2 separate regions of the Bicyclus anynana genome follow, and region 2 is linked to region 1. Evidence: chromatin contacts called from public Hi-C data. All regions are on one chromosome and are shown on one strand. Each heading gives the region's core, a stretch centred on a gene start, on an enhancer-like site or on the middle of the called end of the contact. The rest is flanking DNA. Distances are from core to core; before and after follow the strand shown. Region 1 holds the start of LOC112055426 (amyloid protein-binding protein 2). Region 2 overlaps LOC112055426 (amyloid protein-binding protein 2).

Region 1 (7,711 bases), core at 3,366-5,865:
TAATCACGGTTCACTCACAATCATCTTATGCATCACTTGTAACAAGATAATTCACTTTTTTTTACAAGAAAACTAAAAAAAACTTAATAGTATTGTAAATGATTAATTAATATTGTAAAAATTAATGACAGTTATCAGCTGTGTCAACCATAGACCAAGTTTTTATGACTGACACAGACTACGGCTCTGGGTTCCAGATTTTTGACATAGAATAGCAAATTTGTCACAGATTAACAAATACTACTAATAAATTCGAAATTATTGCCAAAATTAATGGATGGATGGATATCATCTTTATTGTACTGATAATGCCAAACTTCTTCTGTGCCAAAGTTTTAGTAATGGCAGAAAGCATTTTTAAGTGGCTACGCCAGAAGACTCGCTTCGTCGCCCCTTCATTCAGCTTCACCTATTCGGACCTTAGTTTCGCTACAGAGGTCGCCGGCTCGCTTCGCTCGCCACCTCCCCCTTTCGCTCAACTAGGCCTCATAGGTTTGCTTCATTCAGGACCTTCTTCGCGAGCTTCTGGCTTCGCGCTTTACAAAAACACTCTAGGGGTAGGGCAGACAAGACTGCTTGGAGTCGGGGTGCCCAAATTTTGTAATTATCTAACACTATTTCATTATCTGTGGTTATTCTAGGTTTACTGTCATGCATCTGTGGCTAAAAACACGTTTGTTAGGTTAGTCTGTGACATTATTGCTTTAGTCAAATGAAAATTGACAAAAATATTAATTGTATTTAATTATTTATGTTTTTTTGGGATTTCTTGTTAAAAATGTGTATTATCTTGTGTTGTGAGTTATGCTTGTGATAATTGTGAGTGAAAAAATATAAAACCAGTGACTTTAGACCATGAAATCTGGCCAAAATATACGCACATAACCTAAAACTTTTTTAACAAAAAAAAAAAAACTATCAGTCTCAGCGGGTAAAATCATGTTGTAGAGGTATTATTAGACTCCACAATATCCTCTGATATCATCATCTTATTTCTAGGAAGGCGACCTTATTCTAATGCCAACCCAAATTAAGTTCCAGATGAAAGTTTAAAAGTATTATTTTTATTGTACCAATAGGAATAGGTAAAAAAATTACTATGTTTGTTTTTTAAATATTTGACAACCCTATTTATGGTAATTAGTGGTTTGTTTACATTGAGTAATTTCGGATTGGTGGATGTCTACGACTTTCTTCAACTGTGTCGAAAGCCTGAAAGATGACATCTTTTTAATATACTACACATAATATATAAACATTTATCTTCAATCACTTTCTACTGAAAACCATATTAAAATTCAAAATATTTTGCAGAAAGGCCAGATTAAAAGGTTTAAGAATGACATCCATCTGTTATGATAATATTTATTTTGTTTGTGTTCTCATTTCAGGGTAACAATAACATTCAATGTCAACCATACTGTCGACACTGAGGACTTTGGTGAGGATGCACAGCCAGAGAAACAGGAGTTCTCCGAGATGCGCTCCAAGCCACAGTTTGAGGTGGACCTGGTGAGAGGGGACACCACACTGGGCTTCACTTGCTCTTTCCTGCAGGAACCTCCATCTACTAATGCTGATGAGTACAGTAAGTGAATTATGAAATTGTAAAAATGAATAAAAAAAAATTTGAGGAATTCTTATAGGACAAATATTTTTAATTCATTGTATGAACTGAATATTCCAGAGTTTGAAATTGAACCCAGAATCTTATAGTTATAATGCTATACCACTTTCAGCAGCATTAATTAAGTTACATACCTACTGGATCAACAAATAATATACCCAGCACACAAAAATGCAGATTGTATTTTTATATTTATAGTTTAAAAAGTTATAACATATTATTGTAATAAATAACAGCATAATTGTAATAGATTACACCAATACACCAAAAACTCATCTCACTCCTTTGTCCCATAGAATAGAAAGGGTGACATCTTTTAGATTCTGTTGGTATTGCTTGACAGTTGTTTTACTTTCATCTCTAGATATCTAGTGGTGCCCATCTCATTTTCCAACCACTGAGACCTAAGAAGGCTAAGTGAGATAAGTCTATAACCACCACCCATGTTATTTGTTGTCCTAGGTTTTAACCCCATATTTTACAACCTATAATCAAGCAGCCTTCTGGCAGATCTGTTGTTTGCCAGCTACTGCGGCCCCATTTTACAATAAATAATATAATATGATGCTCTATTCCAGATGACATATTTGGCATCGATGAGGTGACATTATACAAAGGAGAGTGGAGCGAGAAAGTATACGCTGTCGCCGGCGACGTGCTCGATGGAGTAAGTATTATTAAAATAAAAGCTAATACATAATTATTTAGTAAAAGTAATCAAAAATTTAATTACTTTATAAGTTACTTACTTAATTTTGACATACTATAAAAAAATGGAATTTCCATATCCTTTGAAAAAAAACTAATTTATTTTATTATACTTTAATTCTTGAAATTAGAGTTGATTTTATAGAACCAATAAGATACAAATGTTATCAATGGTTGAACCAAATATTTATATGTAGAACTTTTTCGCTATGTTCCCGTATGACTCTCGTGGAGTAGTGGTAACACTGGTGTGGTACTCGCGTCAGGTTCCAGGTTCGAATCCTGCCCATGTCCCCATACGCCATACTTGCCCTACACTTTACGGTAGGTTTTCAAGTGCCAAATATGGGGTATAAAATATGCATAGAAGTGAAGTTTATTCCCCCCTTGTATGGTGGGTGTATTCACAGAAATGCTACAATATTATTTTACCATTTTGTCATATATTTCAGTTCTAAGTATTTTTGAACAGTTATTAAATATTGTAAATGATGCATACATACAACAGTATATTCTATATTATATTTGAAGATTAACGATAATATTTTTTTTTAAAACAAACTCACTTATCAAAATTTTAGTATCCCAGTCTTACACAAATTTAAAAGTCTAAACAGTTTTTTTTCTTCTAATTTATCTGTTTTTACTTTTCTTTATTTAATTAATTTCTTCTGGTGAGAAATTAATTGTTAAACTTTAATTAAATTTTATTTTATTTAAGTTATTTTTTGTGTAAATATTTTTTTTTTTGTAAAAATAACAATATTATGTCTTGAAATAAACCATATAGTGGAAATTAACCTGGGGAATCCTTTTCTTTCAGTACCTCTACGATCTTCTGATGAATCTTCTAGAAGAGAAAGGTGTTAGCAATGAGTTTGTGCAAAAGTTGTCAGATTTTAGTACGGCATATGAACACACTGCATACATAAACCTCCTCGAAAGCATCTCCAAGTTTACTATTGGCAAGCAATAGACAATTTATTTTTTAAATTTTAGTACAAGACAAAGATTATCTGTGACACCCTAAAAAATAGTTTGTTTTTGACTTCAACATGTATTCCTACATTGTTGGTGCAGTGTATTATAAAAATTCGTTTTATTTTGTAATCTAATAAAGCAATAATTGTATTTTGTAATCTCACGGTTAAATGGAAATAGGAAAAAGTTAATACTTTTCATAAATGCATAATGGATATCAAATTTTATTTTTTGTTTGTTAAAAAAATAATTTGAAAGTTGATTTTAAGTTGTTCAAAAGTGTTATAATAACTGACAACTGCCATAAATAATATAAGTTAATTACGTAGCCATAATCCTGTACAGTATAGTGTTTACTTTTTATTTTTAATTGTTTTATACAACTTTGTTTCTTTGGGTTTCACAGATTGGCGAATTTATGTTAACAACAAAATGTAAAGGGAAAACAGCATTTATTTTCCTCTAGGATAGCTTTAAAGAATGATTAGTTTATAACAACACTGTTGTTGTTTAGTGTTAATTGTGTTTTAGTTCTGAATAAATGATATTCAAGTTTTGTGTCGCTTTTTTTTCCTTTTTAACTAGTTTTTAACCAACTTATAAAAATGATCATCAAAGAATTGGGAGCAGAGTGGTGGACATAAGCTCCATTTAACTTCTCCTATAATGGGGGAGTCCTGACCCAGCAGTGGGCCGTTTAAGATTATGATAAATGAACTTAAACAGCCCGAAAGATAAAATAATAATTATTGTAGAGTTTAGTAAAATTTATAATCTGTTGGTTGTTCATTGTATCTCTTGAGGTACTGAAAGGATTTTCATGCGGTTTTCACGATGGACACAGTTTAAAGTATTGTTTCGTTGGGATCAGAAGTATAGAAAAACAACCGTATTTAATTATCATTGGTGTTAAATGTATACGAATGAAGCCGAGTTCTAATACGCGATAGGGTAAACTAAAAATAAACGGAGTTCAAATCAAAATTCCCGCATCCAAGACAATCAGCTGTTACAATATCTGTAACGCCCAATTGGCTATTTGTAAACTTGTTGGTCTCTTTCGCACCCGTTAAGAGTGCACTTGATAATGAGTGTTTTGTTCCTTATCACATGACCCCCAAAATTTTGATAGAATAGATTCAATTTGCTTTAGTCACCATTTTGAAATTCGGTCGGACCAATCGCGGATTGTTTATATTTTTGGCCAACCAATGAAATGCTTCGTATCCAACATGAACATCGTACGATCGCTTGGCAAGTTTGGTGAAAATGTCAATGTGTCAACACGCCGAGCGAAGTGAAATCAGCTGAGTTTTATTTTATCTCGGCAAAATGGCTGACGCGTCGACGTCGGTGCGTGTGAAAAAAATACCCGATAATTTATACGAGGTGTGCTTAACCAATTTAGTGAACTACATACAAAAATCAAAGTGCGAACGGAATGATTTGCGATCTCTCCCGGACACCATCCTCATGGATGTGTATTACAAGGTAAGTGCAACTTCTTATCTGCTCATACAGTAAAAATACACCGTTAGCATATCTGATTTTGCATTTTCACGTGTTTTATTCGGTTTTGAGGCAGTTTATTGTGTGTATTTGTATATTTTTCCTCGTTTTGGGTTCACGGTCATGCCGTGGGCAGTGCGCGAGTGTGAGCGATCACTTTCACTGTTGCAAGATTGATCACATCACAGATCGTCGGATCACATCGTTTCTTTGTTGCGAAACCCATCGCGTTTTGTGTTTATTTAATATTAAAACCCTTTCTCTTTTGTATTTATACATTATACACCTCGATAGCGTCCACAAAGTATCATTGTGTTCCACTGTAACCATATTGTTTGGACGTTTACACATAGTACAATGTTAAAACAGAGATTATTTTAATAGCATAATTAAAGTCATTTGTAAGTAAAAATATTATGTAGATAACAGTGTAATAAACGTACTAAACTACCTCCTCCTAGCCTTTATTTAGTAACTAAAAGGTGAATAAACTTGTAAATAGTGATTTTTATTTGTAATGTAGGTAAATGCACACTTAGCAATGAAGAATTTTCATAATATCTTTTAGCCTAAGAACAAGGGAAAGACGAGTGTAAGAAACAATATGAAATGTTTTTAAAATACTCAGTAGATTTTACATTGATGTTGTGGTTCTAGTGTATAAAAAGTTCATTAGATACAGATTTACAAACTTTACCTCTTTTTGAATCATAAATTTTATAGTATGTCTCAGTAAAATTGGTAGAAGATTCCTTTATTTCTCCATTTCAACAAAACAATGTATTTTAATAAGCTATTTAGTTTTCCTCTTTACATAATTCAGATTCACAGAATGTACCTAACTGTTCCAATAATGTTTAGGTAAATATCATAACAAAAACAATGATGACTGTGCTACAGTGTATGCCTACAACAAACTAATTAAGACATAAATACTGTATCTTTATGATCTATAAACTTTTAGATTGTTACATTTTAAAATTTAACAACATATTTCAAAAAATTTACCAAGTGCAAATTGTATTCTCGCAGGAAGGGTCCTGTACCATTATCTTAAAAACTACAGAAAATTTTCTGCTTTGTCATTTCCTGTATTGTCCCTAAAATATATTTTTTTAGTATCTGATAACATAAATACATCATCTATGAAACTGTCTATCATAGTTCACTAGATAAAGCCAGGTAACAGACTTAAAGATGGACAGACAGAGGCATATCAATAATAGGTGCCCGTTTTACTCTTTGAGTACAGAACTCTAAAACAAGAAAACAATGTAAAACTGCTTGTTGGGCCAGTGGTTAGCCTATGCCACTTCAGATCATGTGTGCCATGATAACCCAGTGGATATGACCTCTGCCTCAGATTCTGGATGGTGTGGGTTTGAATCCAGTCCGAGGCATACACCTCCAACTTTTCAGTTGTGTGCAATTTAAGCAATTAAATATCATGTGTCTCAAACAGTGATGGAAAACATCGTGAGGAAACCTGCATATCAGACAATTTTCTTAATTCTCTGTGTGTGTGAAGTCTGCCAATCCGCATTGGGCTAGTGTGGTGGACTAGTGGCCTAACCCCTCTCATTTTGATAAGAGACTCAAGCACAGAAGTGAGCCGAATATGGGTTGACAATGACTTCAGATCAGTTTAAGCCCTGGGTAAGGCTATATCATCATCATTATCAACCCATATTTTGTTTACAGCACAAGAAGCTCAATAGTCCCCCACGCTGGCCCAATGCAGATTGGCAGACTTAACACACACATAGAGTCCTCACCTTAATCCCAGAAAAAAAAATATTCATGAATTCATGATGCAGATTTTGTATCCACTGAGCCGGCGGGCTGGTATTTAGCCCAGTGGGTAGGATATTTGCCTTTGATTTGGAGGTTCCAGGAATCCAGTCTGGGGCATCTTTTCAGTTGTGTGCATTTTAACAAAATAAATATCAGTTGTAATAAATAAATATCAGTCTTCAAATAGTGAATTAAAAATATTGTAAGGAAACTGTACGAGAAGTCTGTTAATCTGCATTAGGCCAGTGTGGTGTACTATTAGCCTAACCTCTCTCATTCTGAGAGGAGACTTTTGCTCAACAGTGAGCCAATTGTTAACAATAATCATTCAAGTAGAATAAGACAAAAACTATGTATGAGGCAAACCAAGGCAGTGGGTATTTTCCTTCCAAGATATCTTCCAGACTTTGGTGCATCGGACAACAAATATTCCCCATGAAAATTGTCTGACAACTCTACCACTTCTTTATTAGTGGTGAAAAAAGAAACTGTTTTGATTTTGTAAATTTTTTTATTTAATAAACAAATCATACAAGAAGACCACCTCACTACCTGGTTCATAGTTTTGTCGTCTGACTCGTCATAAGTATCACATACACAAAGTTTGAGTGGTCATGAATAAATTTTCTATTTCTGGGTGCCTATTAATATGTTAGGGAACCTCACTGGAGGTGTGAGCAAGTTTTATTGGTATGATTGGTGCAACAAAGAGCGGGCTATGCATCAATTGTTGCACAATCTACAGGCCTTGTCTGGTCGGAGTTATATATACTTATTACATACAAGTATACTTTTGACTTTTGAGTTATATGTTGTTTGTAATATTGTTTACAACTGCCTCAATGGTCTCATGGTTAGCAGATTAGGCAATTGACATCCAGGGTTTGAATTCTGGGTAAAAAAAAAAACAAAAACACCGTTTTTTTACTTGCAAGAATATCACTGTGCCTCAGAGAGCATGTAAAGCCGTCTGACCTACACCTAATTTTCACTGGTCTTGTTGGGCTTCTGACCCAAGAAACTAACACATACACTTATGTAATATATTCTACATTATAATAAAGTGCGGAAAAGGACTAGGAAACAAGAAGA
Region 2 (7,711 bases), core at 2,355-4,854, 59 kb after region 1:
ATCATGTATGGAAATCAAACGTGATTGCTAACTATGGGCCTCATAAAATGGCCCGGAGCCACTTAAAGGTTGACATCAATAGACTTGTGCTTGTTGCGATGTCCACAGGCGGCTTCCTGAACGAGGCGGGCTGGTACGCAGACGCGCAGCGCGTACTGCTACGCTGTCGCGACCTGTGCCAGGCGCAGCCGCAGACGGCGCACTACAAGAGGCTCACACTGGAATGCTGCCACAGGTCACTACGCCATATCATCATCATCATTCCATATTCCCACCTAACCCAACCCATATTCGGCTCACTGCTGAGCTTAAGTCTGCTCTCAGAATAAGAGGGGTTAGGCCAATAGTCCACCACGCTGGCTCAATGCGGATTGGCCTAAGTTTATTGTTGATTGGCTTAAGATTGTTAAGAGTATCTTTCATTATAGAAGAGGGGATTTGGTGTTTAAACCAAATAGGCTTTTGACGGCCTCCGTGGCGCAGTATTACCAAGGGTTCGATTCTTTCCTAATTGATCCAGGTCTGGCTAGTGGGAGCCTTCGGCCGTGGCTAGTTACCACCCTTTCGGAAAGAAGGGTCTCACCTTACCATGAGGTCAGATTGTTGTCAGTGGCTAACTTACGCAACTGAAGTCCGAATGGACTCAGATATCTACTGGGACGCAGCTCCTACTGTGGCAACCGATAATAATAATCCGATTCACATTATTGGTTGCCGCATTACGAGACAAGGTCCGACTCCTTAGTCCGAGTATACTCGGACTGTCAACGCAGCACAAAGGTATGCTCCCACTATAACGAAACGCGCAATGTTTCCAGATTGCTCAACACACAATCAGCGTACTGCTGTTTCCCGGCCGCGGCGGAGACGTACGCGCTGGCGCTCAAGCTGCTTGGACTGCCGGAGGACGTGGCCACCAAGCTGCCCGACGACTCCTTCTCCATAGCCGACACCTGCTTCAAGGCGCTGCAGGGTGATGAAGATACGCCCACGTGAGTGTCAACTACATTTTAGGGGGTGCCGCGTTGAGGGCAAAGAGGAATCAGTGAAGCCCAAGGTGGTCAGTGAATTCCTGAAGCCACTTTGAAAGTTAATGAAGAAATGATTTTTTGACGTGGTTCTGAAAACGCCTATTTTCTTGATTTATATACAGCAATAATTTGCGACAGCAGCAAGTATTGCAACAGCTCGTAATTAAAAACCTCAGATTTTGTTTTGTTTACTTGCATTTTCGTGATTCTTCTGGTAATATGAATTTCATCTCTCCTTGCCACATGTCCATACCAAACTATCCCTCATCTTATTCGTCACTGGCGACACTTTCAGACCCCCCTTTAAATATTTTATCCATCCTAGTAACGCTAGACATCCATCTGCCTCTGCCTGCCTGCCTCGCTAGATGTTACTTTTCTGTCAAAGTATATGATCAACGATCTAATGCGATTATAAAAACTGTCTCTATAGAATACATGTTTCATATTTGTAATCGTGTTCGTCGGATAAAGAACTCTGAAAATACTATTTTGAGCATTTGAATGGTGCAAAAATTGTCAACAACTTATAGTTTAGTATAAGACTCTTTTTCTATGAAAAATTACAGACAATTTTGTTTGTGAATTTAGGTGCGATACTAGTCCTTATGTAATTAGTCTGAGATTTCTACATACAACATACATTTTAAATGTAGGATAGGAGGGTAGATGTCTGCTATATTTTATAGCCTCAATAGCTCTAATATATATTATAATAGGGTGGAGGTGGTCTCTAATAATAATAGGGTGGAGGTTCAATCTCCGCCCCGTTGGTCTATTGTCGTACCGACTCTTAATACAGTCTTTCTCGACTAGTTGGAGGGGAATGGGAATATTGGTCATATTTAAAAAGAAAATTTTAATGTACTTTTATAGCAAATACAAAAAAAAATTGGTGCAGTATGTGTTTGATCGAGATCAGTGGTCGTCGGCAGGGCGGGCGCGTGCGCGGAGGAGTGGTGCGGCGCGTGCGGCGCGTGGGGCGGCTCGGCGCTGCTGGCGCTGCTGTGCAAGGAGTTCAGCGCGCTGTTCTTCGTGCGCTGCGACTACAGCGCCGCGCACGCCTGGAGCATGCACGCGCTGGCGCTGCTCACACCGCACACGCCGCCCAAGTGAGTGCGCGCCGGACTACTGGACGATCGCCTTACAAAAGGGCATTGACCTTTCGTTGGGCAAAGCAGGGGTGACAAACTTTTTTTGAGTGTGCCCGCCGACCGTTTTTGCAGGAAGAAAATAGAACGCTTTAAAGCAATGCATACGCCCAGCTCTTTTGGTACGGAGTATAACGCCATCTTATAGTTACTTTTTGAACTAAAACTTCTTTACTAACTAACTTGGACAGTAAGCTAGTCAAAAGCGAAATGACATAAAGTTAAGTTTTAAAAGCGCCATCTGTAGTAACAGAGCTAAACTACGACACAACACAAATAAGCCCAGCGAATCCGTTTAGTCTTATAACAACATAGTTATGAACTAACTGGTAGTAGCTTGTGAAGTAAAGCAATTCCGACAAGAAAGATGGCGCTTACTGTCTGCTGCTTATTTTTAAGTTTCTCTTTCATGTATTACTTTATTTTTGATGGAAGTTTTACTTCAGTCGTTTGGTCTGAAGCAAACTCGTTTTAACACTTGCTCAGTTCACGCTTGCTGTATGAATAAATAGTATAACAGCATTGTTTAGGGTGTGGTCCGCGTGTGGCGAGTATTAATACGTGATAGGCCTTGCCTCCTGCGAGCACTCACGCATTTTTGAAAAAATATTTTATGAATGTTTTCTACACCGGCACATTGACGTCGAACAGGATCACAATCGAAGTAGTCCGCGCGTGCGGCAAGGCGTGCGTGGTGAAGCGGCGCTTCTCCGCCGCGGGGCTGCTGGTGCGGCAGGGCGTGGCGTTAGCGCGCGCGGCGTTCGGCGCGGCGCACCCGCGGTACGCGCACGCGCTCATCGACTACGGCTTCTACCTGCTCAACATCGACTCCATCACGCACAGTGTCGTCGTGTACGAGGTACGTGCGTGTGTGGCGGGGCGCTGGTGCGGCAGGGCGTGGCGTTAGCGCGCGCGGCGTTCGGCGCGGCGCACCCGCGGTACGCGCACGCGCTCATCGACTACGGCTTCTACCTGCTCAACATCGACTCCATCACGCACAGTGTCGTCGTGTACGAGGTACGCGCACGACGTTAGCATCACCTATTGCAGTATCGACCACGCTGCCGTGGCCTGAGACACGGTATGATCACCATGGGGATCATAATTAGGCCGGCGTCGATGGTGAAGGGATATCGTTTGGTGTACTCGGCGACAAACAACCTTGTGGCACTACGTATTATATAGGGCGCAACTGGGACTCTTTTGTACTGTCAGAAATCGATTTAAAGTAAAAAAAACTGCCATATCTGCTGCGGCAGAAGCAGCGCTTCTCTGCGCTAGCGATATCTACCATATGATTGAATCCTGTGGTCTGTTTGTCAGGAGGCGCTGAGCACGCTGCGGCGCGTGTTCGGGCGCAGCAGCCTGCACGTGGCCACGGCGCAGGAGGACCTCGCTTACGCGCTCTACGTGCTGGAGTACTCGTCCGGCCGCTTCTACAAGGCGCGCGACCACGCCGAGCGCGCCATACGCATCATTGAGGTACCGTCATCGGCCTGGTGGTCAGGAGTGACCAACACCACCGGAGTACATCGGTGCTACAATCATTGAGTAAAAAGTAAGACTGTTGCTGTGTTCTGGAACGCACACCGTCTTCATCATCATCACAGCTGATGGATTTCTACAGAATTAGTCTTTTATAGAGAATACTCAAACAAACTTAGCGATTTCTCTCCTTGGTATGGATACGGTTGGGTATTTCTCTTGAACATAACTCAAAGACCTCAGACCAATTATTGTATAGGACCTGCTTCGCTAACGGCTACTTTTCTGTCAAAGTATATGATCAACGATCTAATGCGATTATAAAAACTATATAATCGGTGTTACATAGTTGTAATGGTGTTCGTCGGTTAAAGAGCTCCGTAAAAATACCTTTTTGTGTAATTGAATGGTGTAAAAAATGGGCACAAACTTCTAATTTAGTATAAGATATATACCAAATCTAAGCTCGTTTTCCTCGGAAAATGACAGACAATTTTGTTCGTGACTATGAGTGCGATACAGGTCCTTCTATAATTGGTCTGAATCAAAGACCTCAAAATGGCGCTGTCCCTCTGTCCAACGTGCGAAATCTGCCACAGTTCTCATTCATATAACAATATCTTTGCACCTATCCTGATTGGCCTCCAGTTGCGGACACTAATGTAAAACAGTATTTGCGTCAAAAATTATATATATTGTGTTTTTTTTTTCAGAACCTTGTACCGCCGGACCACTTGTTGCTCGCGTCTGCCAAGCGGGTGAAGGCGCTCATCTTAGAAGAGATCGCACTCGACACGCCCGCGGGACAGGACATGAGAGGCGAGAAAATTGTTTTCAATACTGACTGCTTATAAGAATAAGAAATCTTGAACTACCTGGAATAGATGTATTCCAGTGGCGCTAAAATACTACTAAGTGAAAACAAATAGACAAGATGTCTACCAATAATGACATAGTACTCCCAATCTCTTTCAATACGCAATAAAAGAGCACCGCCATTAGTTGAAATTTGTCTATTTCTATTTACGAGATTATCTCATTGGTAGTATGTTAACACCACTGGAAGTTAGTTTGGCTATTAATGTAGTGGTAAGATAACAGACCGAACGTATTTGTTTCGTTTCGTAAAAGAATCTTCCCTGATCTGATCCCTTAAACCGTGGGTGTACCCACAGTCACAAGTCCTGGGACCAGCTCGAGGTGTTTCCTCTACCAAAAAAATATTGGTACAATCACTGTCGCTGCTACCCATCCCGTCTATGTTTGTCTTTAAGTTACGGATTTGCTTAGAACTGTGATCTGCAATGCTAATTCTTACTAAATATATGAATTGGTTTGTCAGCAGAACCAAGTCTACTGGAGGAGTCGGAGTCGCTGCACAAGGCGGCGCTGGAGCTGAGCATGATGGCGTTCGGCGAGATGAACGTGCAGACCGCCAAGCACTACGGCAACCTCGGCCGCCTCTACCAGAGCATGCACAAGTTCCAGGTGAGTGTGTGTGTGAGCAGGACCAGCTCTGCTGCAGGAGTCGGAGTCGCTGCACAAGGCGGCGCTGGAGCTGAGCATGATGGCGTTCGGCGAGATGAACGTGCAGACCGCCAAGCACTACGGCAACCTCGGCCGCCTCTACCAGAGCATGCACAAGTTCCAGGTGAGTGTGTGTGTGAGCAGGACCAACCCACCACCTCCCATGGCCCTTTCAACCTCTCGGTAATTTGGGCCGAATCGAGGGAGGGCGAACCCGGTACTTGCTCTTTGCGTGTTCCCGGGACGCCTTCTTGACTCCCTACAAGTTATTTTCTCTTTTCGCTCCTTGTCCCTTGATACTCACTCTCCCCCTTCTGGGGCTGGACGACACACGACGTTGAGATCCGCTTGCCCGCCGCGGTCCATGCATCACCTTCGACCGGTGGTCAACGGTCCAGAGCGCTCCGCCTCGCGTGCCACCGATGCGCGAACTCCCGTAGCTTGCCGAAGTTGACCGCCGAGCTAACGAGATCCTGGTAGTACACCGGTCCCGCCTCTTCTCTGACGATCCCTTCCAACATTGCACTCCGGAGGTCCTCGTACTCGCCGCATTCCCACAGGACATGGTGGAGGTCTTCCTCCGCCAGCCCACACACACAGTCGCCAGTCTCGCTGAGGCACATGTCACGCAGGCGCTTCCGGAAGCAGCCGTGACCCGTCAGGACCTGCGAGGTCTCATAGTCCGGCGCGACCCAGGTCGCCCTGAGTCGGCCAGCCACGTCCGGGAAAAATCGACGTAGTTCACTTCCCTTCGTCTCATTCGCCCATCGCTCCTGCCACTCGCGGGTCATGGCCGACCCGATTTCTAGCTTACGCCTGCTCCACTCCCCTTTGGCCGCGGTACTACGCGCCGCATCCAGCCTGGCAGCACGGATCACCTCGAGATCTGCCGGCAACACGCCCGCCAGAACGGCGAGCGCAGCGGCGCTGTTCGAGCGGTAAGCCTTGGTCAGAAGAACCAAGGCCGGCCTTTGGGCTCTGATAAGGGTCGTCCGAACGACGTAGAGCGTTGCCCTCTGAGCCCAACACGCCGCAGCATACACGACCGTCGCTACAAAGGTGCCGTAGTAGAGGATCCGCAGCGCAGGGTACCTAACACCCCATGAGGTAGTAGATACCCGCGAAATCTTGCCGAAGCAGTTCGCAGCGCGCTCTCCGACCGATCGCGCATGCTCAGCGAAGGACAGACTTGAGTCGATCGTTACGCCAAGTACAACGGTATGCCGCACAGACTTGATCGACGCGCCGCCAAGTTTGATTACTGGAGCCCGCTGGAGCTTCCCTCTGAGCGTCACCATTTGGGATTTGTGCGGTGCGAACGAGAGACGGTTCCGTTGTGCCCAGTCCTCAAAGAGGGCGATGGAGTCGGCCGCAGCCAACTCGATCGCCCGTCTGGAGTCAGCCTCGATCAGTACAGTGACGTCATCCGCGTACGCAACAACTCTGACACCCCCCCGTAGCGGCAACCGAAGCAAGTCATCCAGCAGGACGTTCCACAGTGTGGGGCCTAGCACGGATCCCTGAGGACAACCCATTGTAGATACCTTCCACTGCACCCGATCACCGACGAACATCCCCACGCGTCTTCCGCGGAAGTAGTCCGACAACATCCGGTAGATGTTTGGTGGACAGCCGCCTCGCTTGCACTTGAGGAGAATCATCGGCCACCAGGCATTGTCGAAGGCACCAGAGATGTCCAGAAAAATTGCTTGAACGTATTTTGACGAGACTTTCCTTGCCGTGCTTAGGATTTCGTTCAACGCCGTAACGGTGGACCTGCCCCGTGTAAAACCATGCTGGCAGGGGGAGATCCCACTGGCGATCTGGGGCGCACACCATAGAAGAACTCGTTCTAAAATTTTGCCAAAGACAGGGAGGAGCGTGATCGGGCGGTATGCCTTCGGGTCGGTCATCGGCTTACCGTTGCCTTTCGGCAGCACGATCAGCCTCCCATCCTTCCATACGTCGGGGAATACCCCTTCTTGCACGCACTTACTGATCACATACACTAGTTCTGCAGCCGCAACAATCCATACGCGCTTCACCATTCGTGCAGTAATCCCGTCGATCCCCGGTGCCGTGTTAGGCAAAGACCTAACTATGCCTCCGAGTACATCACGGCTGGGAGAAGACGCGTCGCAGCCGTTCGGTATAATAGAAGCCGCGATCCGGACCTCCCTGTGGTACGCAGAGTCCCTTGACGGATCGTCGTCCGGGCACAGAGCGCGCAACAGGTTATCCACGGCCTCACCGACACTCCCCGGGTGGCCGTCCGCATACCGGATGCCGTTGATGACGTTAGCGGGAGGACGAAACCGCCCGCTGGCAACCCGATACGCTTGCCCATAGGGGTCGTCGTTACCCGACTCAGCCGCCCGAAGGTGGTAGCTGTTCTGCGTCTCCACCATAAGATGTCGATATTTCCGGCGCTCCTCGCGATACGTGCTTCCTATCCTTTCTGCCTCCGGTCCTCCTACTCTTCTTGCTTTCAGCCATTTGCAGCGAAGGCGGCCGACC

The links. Hi-C and Micro-C count contacts between places; a contact is called where the count stands out from the background.
Region 2: a Hi-C map of whole body shows a contact between it and region 1, with 4 times the contacts expected there. The contact joins the enhancer-like site here to the promoter of LOC112055426 in region 1. A contact is called at or near these places in 2 of 2 Hi-C or Micro-C datasets (whole body and whole larva).

Annotation. Positions count from the first base shown.
Region 1 is chr14:1,190,777-1,198,487 of ilBicAnyn1.1, forward strand. It overlaps LOC112055426 (amyloid protein-binding protein 2), which reads left to right and starts at 4,616. Exons shown (of 13, transcript XM_052885325.1): 1 at 4,616-4,807. The coding sequence starts at 4,649. LOC112055430 (complement component 1 Q subcomponent-binding protein, mitochondrial) reads left to right here. Exons shown (of 5, transcript XM_024095547.2): 3 at 1,392-1,588; 4 at 2,206-2,294; 5 at 3,159-3,872. The coding sequence ends at 3,311.
Region 2 is chr14:1,250,592-1,258,302 of ilBicAnyn1.1, forward strand. LOC112055426 (amyloid protein-binding protein 2) reads left to right here. Exons shown (of 13, transcript XM_052885325.1): 4 at 109-235; 5 at 819-992; 6 at 1,967-2,143; 7 at 2,834-3,041; 8 at 3,506-3,664; 9 at 4,381-4,486; 10 at 5,010-5,155. Among protein-coding and RNA genes, the nearest start is that of LOC112055427, 24 kb to the right of the region's middle. Within about 2 kb of position 3,605, at least 5 of the 8 cell types and tissues checked have open chromatin away from gene starts, as enhancers often do.